Regions from separate parts of the Mus musculus genome. Here region 1 is linked to region 2. A link is a contact called in public HiChIP or PLAC-seq data. All regions are on one chromosome and are shown on one strand. Each heading gives the region's core, a stretch centred on a gene start, on an enhancer-like site or on the middle of the called end of the contact. The rest is flanking DNA. Distances are from core to core; before and after follow the strand shown. Region 1 has its middle 37 kb from the start of Cck. Region 2 holds the start of Cck (cholecystokinin).

Evidence for each region. HiChIP or PLAC-seq counts read pairs in DNA pulled down with a chosen protein or histone mark.
Region 1: a contact with region 2 is called in an H3K27ac HiChIP or PLAC-seq map of VIP interneurons, with 2.6 times the contacts expected there. The contact joins the enhancer-like site here to the promoter of Cck in region 2. A contact is called at or near these places in 6 of 39 promoter capture datasets (the HPC-7 cell line, the SN4741 cell line, frontonasal cranial neural crest and 3 more), 4 of 484 Hi-C or Micro-C datasets (the HPC-7 cell line, the N1E-115 cell line, bone marrow-derived macrophages and 1 more), 3 of 115 datasets of contacts at active chromatin or transcription factors (VIP interneurons, embryonic stem cells and intestinal villus epithelium) and 4 of 9 other capture datasets (adipose tissue, liver, macrophages and 1 more).

The regions. Positions count from the first base shown.
Region 1 is chr9:121,531,316-121,534,121 of GRCm38.p6, forward strand. No RefSeq gene overlaps it. Among named protein-coding and RNA genes, the nearest start is that of Cck, 37 kb to the left of the region's middle. Within about 2 kb of position 1,421, at least 5 of the 459 cell types and tissues checked have an H3K27ac peak or open chromatin away from gene starts, as enhancers often do. A contact at or near this core is called in VIP interneurons, where this site is marked.
Region 2 is chr9:121,494,318-121,497,017 of GRCm38.p6, forward strand. It overlaps Cck (cholecystokinin), which reads right to left and starts at 1,377. Exons shown (of 3, transcript NM_031161.4): 1 at 1,281-1,377; 2 at 1-215. The coding sequence starts at 213. All of the region lies in intron 1 of Gm38661 (a long non-coding RNA gene), which reads left to right.

The sequences.
Region 1 (2,806 bases), core at 171-2,670, 37 kb after region 2:
TGATCAGGGAAGTCTGGTGAAGAAAGGCTAGCCTGGGCTGATCAGGGAAGTGTGGTGAAGAAAGGCTAGCCTGGGCTGATCAGGGAAGTCTGGTGAAGAAAGGCTAGCCTGGGCTGATCAGGGAAGTCTGGTGAAGAAAGGCTAGCCTGGGCTGATCAGGGAAGTCTTTTTTTTTTTTTTTTTGTTCTGGGAAGATGGAGTTGAGAAGTATAGATCATGATGAAGTTTGTAGTTAATCAGTTCATCAAAAGTTTGTATGTAGGAGAAAGACTTGTCAGACTTACAGAGAACATTCTAGATGCTAAAGGCTGGAAGTGAGGAAATCTGCTGTGAGCCAATCATGGGGAAGAGAGCATGAACTGAAGTGGTGACTGTGGAGATGGACCAGATGAACGGGAAGTATGAACAGCATCCAGGAGGTGAGGTGGTGCCTCAGAGACTCAGTGCCTGCTTTGTGTGCCCCGTGAGGAAAACCAAAGAGTCCGGAAATCAAACAAAATAAAACCAAACAAACCCAAAACTCTGGATGTACAAAAGCCAGAAATCCAGACTCCAGACTCTCTGTGAGGAAATGCAACATATCAGAGAGCACGTGTGGGGCAGGAGTTGCCTCCTGGTTAGATAGTGAGTGTCCCTCAAAGCTAGTGCACACCAGACGCCTCAGGATGGAACACAACTCGCAGATGTAATTATCTAAGAGTTTCAAGTTCGAACCTTCCCATGATTAACATCTTTACAGGAAGAGGAGAGGACATCACACCACAGAGGTGCAGGGGACTGGGGAGGGTATGTGGGGGACAGTACACATGAAAACAGGAAGTGTGTGTCTCAGTAGCAGCCAGCAAACTCTGGGAAGCACCAGAGACTTAAGAAGCAAAGAAGGACTCTGCGCCCTGGAGTCTTCAAAGGAGCTTGGCCCTGCTAACACTTGGTTTTGGATCAAGCTGTTTCTCCAGCGCTGGGTCACACAATTCTAAGGGCCCTGCTACGATCCCTGCTTCATTTATCTGCTAGGATACATCGCTAACGAGAGGAAAGACATTCTTTTTTTTTTTTTTTTTTTTTTTTTTTTTTTTTTTTTTTTAAGATTTATTTATTTATTATATGTAAGTACACTGTAGCTGTCTTCAAACACTCCAGAAGAGGGAGTCAGATCTTGTTACGGATGGTTGTGAGCCACCATGTGGTTGCTGGGATTTGAACTCTGGACCTTTGGAAGAGCAGTCGGGTGCTCTTACCCACTGAGCCATCTCACCAGCCCCGAGGAAAGACATTCTTATGACCGAATGCTAAATAAAAATATTCCCAAAGTATTACCATAATGTTCTTTCTATCTTATAATTTCGTGGACTGACGCAAGCAGTTTCTGCCCGTCACAAAGGCTTTATGAATGGCACGGAAAATAAGTACCCGTGGCCAGCAACTATTAACAAGATGAACACCCTGGGCACATGATCTCACAATGCCTGCTGGCTTCCAGGGGTATAATTAGGGCTGAATTTTTTATGAGTGTAAACATCGTTTTCTTTGTCCACCAGACCAGGCTTTGCGCTTGACTCTCCCCAGCACTCTGCTCAGGAGAACAGAGAGGAAGAGAAGACCGACTTGAAGCAATTGTGTGTGCTTGCTCGAGGATGCCCTCCACACCTATGGAGGCTGGAGATCTCAAGCACTCTCCAGAGTGTTGGTTTGGGACTCCATACATTTTAAGCCACTTGAACAATGAAGTATGCAGTGACATTGCTGGAATTGCTTTTCTCTGGGCTGGTTTGGTTGGCAGCCTCTGGACTGAGCCACCGCTGTATTTGAAACACTTTCCCAATGACATCCATTGGCCATTGCCCTAGAGTTGTACTAGTGTCAAATTCAACCCTTCCATCTTACACTTTCTTGTGGCTTCCTCTTCAGTGAGGCCAAGTTCTCTCATCCCCCTGTGAGGGCTTCATGATCTGCCCTTCAGGGAACTCAGACTGCTCCTGTCTGTCAGAGCAGGCAATTTCTCCCAAGACAGGAATCATCCTTCAACTAACAAGAAACATTCGGCGGTGGCAGATGCAGTGGTACACATCTGTAATCCCAACACTCAGGAGACTGAGGCAGGAGGATCATGAGTTCAAGGCCAGCCTGGGCTACAATGAACTTCTTATTACACTCGGGAGCCTACAGCAGATGGGGCTGATTTCTTTCCTATTTCCTCCATGGAAAGCGCCAGGCCTCATTTTAATGGCTTCAGTCTCTTTGATGACCACACACAATGTATGCAAACTTTAACTCATTCCTCTCCTTAGCTCGACTGGGTGTTTTTCAAATCCTTCTGCTCTGCTCTTTAGTCCCAAGTCTCACTGTAAGGCAAGATAAAAGCAGCCGAGGAATAACCACGCCACACCCCCAATGTCGTGAACACTGCTCTGCCAAATTAATTATCCCATTTTTTAAAACTCAGCTTCACTCAAATTTCCAGGACACAGGGAAAATGTTGACAAGTTCTTTGACAACGAGTAACATAAATGGCCTTTAGTTCAGCTTCCAGCAGAGTGCTGGCCCCTACTTGATCCTACATGAGTGCAATCTTTAATATGCATATCCTGTCCCTTCTATCTTAAATTGCCAATTTGATACAACCTAGAAATTGGTCAGTAGATGAGTCTCAGATGAAATCCCAAGATCAAAACTGGCCTGAGGACATGTCTGTGGAAGATTGTCAGGACTGTTAATTACTGTGGGAGAGAATTCAGCCCACTGTGGTCAGCACCATTCCCTGGGCAGGAGGGCCAGGGATGTATAAGAAAGATAACTGGGTGTGAGC
Region 2 (2,700 bases), core at 127-2,626:
TTTGCGGACCTGCTGGATGTATCGCGCTAGCAGTGCGCCCAGGCGCGCTCGGGGCTCGCCGTCCGTCCGGAGCACAGCCCGCAGCTGCCTTCGGGGCGCCTCTTGCGCCCGCTGCTCCACGGGGTCCGTAGCTTCTGCAGGGACTACCGGCTGCGCCAGGGCGCCAGCAGCTAGGACTGCCATCACCACGCACAGACATACGCCGCTCTTCATGGCTATGGGAAGCAAAGGCGAGGAGAGTGAACCAAAGACTGGCCTCAGCGTGCTCCAGCCCAAAGTCCCGCACACAGAAGTCGGCTGAGGCTGAACATGGGGGCTGCAGCCGGGTCAGACTGGCTCAACCGTAGCCAAGCGAAGTTCCTAGATGCGCCCTGGCCACCGCGATAATTTCTGCCTGGCTTTTGTGTTATCCACACCTGGGACCTGGGAATCCCGCAGAGTCCCGATTTTTCTGCCCTGATCAGAAGCAGCGTTTCCTCTTGCTTTCCTGAAGTTCCAGGACGCCTTTGTAGCTCATCTCTCTTCTAACCAGAAAAGCAGAATGAAGCGTGTGTGTGTGTGTGTGTGTGTGTGTGTGTGTGTGTGTGTGTGTGAGAGAGAGAGAGAGAGAGAGAGAGAGAGAGAGAGAGAGAGTCAGAGAGACAGAGAGAGACACAGAAAGACAAACGGACAGACAAACACGGGGAGGATACTTCTGGAGAGAAATGTGAGAGATTAAATTTATTCACTACATTAAAAATGTCAGGACACTGGGAAACGCCGTTTTAAGTGTGGGCCCATAAAAAGAAGCTGTATTTATATAGATTCTTCTGCGTTTTACGGGAAGTCACTATACAAAGCAAAAGCCAGAAATCTGTGCCCAGTCCTCAGATGTGGCCAAAGCCCTGCTACACTTGAGAACTGAGCAGATGGGTGCTGTATCATAATGATGTGTTTTTATTCCCCAAAGCCTTAAAATTTTTTTAATGCAGCATTTAGAAAATGGGCATAAATCTTTAAACCTCTAGGTAGTTTCTTTTAAATGATTGCAAAGTGCTCCGAACAGCAGAGAAACCCTAAGAGTGGCTATTCCCAGCCTTGCTGTAAACAGAACATACAACAAGTCTCTCCGCAGCAGTACCCACCCAGATGCATTTTAAGGCTATTTCTGACTTCAGGAAATCTTTCTAGCTGTCAAGGGAGGGAAGGCACAGAAAAAGGAAAGACTAAACAGCAAGAGGTGCAAAGCTGCAGGCCAATATTCTTCACACTCAAGATTGTTGGATCAGCCAGCTACTTACCTTTGGATGGGGAAATCAGCTGGCTTGGCGAGTTCCAGCGGAGAAGGCTGCAGTCCAGCTAAGTTGAGGGCAGGCGGGAGGGTGACTGCTCTTAAATAGCTCCTCCCGGTTCGCAGCCAGTCATCTGTTTACCCAGTGCTGACGCAGTCCAGCAGGACACGTGCTCAGAGGCAGCCACTGGAGGGACCACCGATTGATGTGGCCCTCCGGAGAGAAGGGAAGCGTCCCAGTGAATGAGGATAGCCCCTCCCAGGGGGGCACTTTGCATGGGTCTTACTCTTTATCTAAAGAGCTTCCTTCCCACCTGTTCGGCGCCTGTGCAGAGTCCACCTCAGGGAGGGTGCCACCTCCACTCTCGGTGAAAAACAGGAGTTTATCTGCAATGGAGAAGCTGACCAAGTTCAGTGAGCTTTGGGGATCAAATCCTTCAAGGAAACTGGGGGACCCTCACAGGCTGGGTGTCAGCAGATGTAATCCTGGTGTGTTCTCTGGGACCACCTCAGACCTGAGTGGGCTCTCACAAGTAAGAGAGGGAAATCGGGCTCCCAATTTTTCAGAACTCAATTGCAGTTGGCATCCTGGATTCTATTCTTACACAATTGTAAGATCGGGTGCAGCTCCTGCCTTTCTGCGAAAAGCCTCTGGGAAAAAGATTTGTAATTTCTTTCCACGACGACTTCCCAGGGGCCTATCATCTACTGATGCTTTTGGTCGTGAAGTGGCGCCAGAGAGTGTCTCAGGCACTCCCAAGCTCTGGCTGGCTGAGCCATGCGGGCTGGGCTCGCACCTTCCCAAGAGCTCAGATCACCCTTTCCAGTCTAGTCCCTCTAAAGTTATGGGATTTCGCTGGGTGATGAGGATCTTGGCTGAGAAAAAGACTCTTACCAAGCAAGAAGGAGAGAGGGGGCTCTCTCTGCTGTAGTGCGCACAATCCTGCAACCCCCAGTTCTCACATAACAAAGTGATTATCTATGCCCAGGGTGCTAGAATTTGCTGAATCCCTCTAACCCCATTCCACAGAACACATACTGAGGAAGCCCCACAGCAACCTCCTTGCTGCTAGCTTGTAACTTGGGGTCACCACCAGCCAGGGCAACCATGCCCTCAACCCTGTCAAGCTAGGGTGAATGGAGAAAGGGTTAGAAACTCTTTCTAAATAGAAAAGGCACACAGTTTGGGGACTTCCGGCTGAGGGGGACTATGAGAAACAGCAAGTGATGCCAAGAGTTTAGGTTCATGGTTGTGGCTCTAGCGGTGTCTGCAACCTAGAGGCAACATGTTTTAAACAGCAACAGATTAAATGCTGTGGGGTGATTTCCCGCACAAGACAGCTCAGGTTGTGGGAATGTATCTGTGACAGATCGAGCATGTCCGGAATTGTGGATAAAGCAGCTGGGCACAAGGCTGTTCGATATGGTCA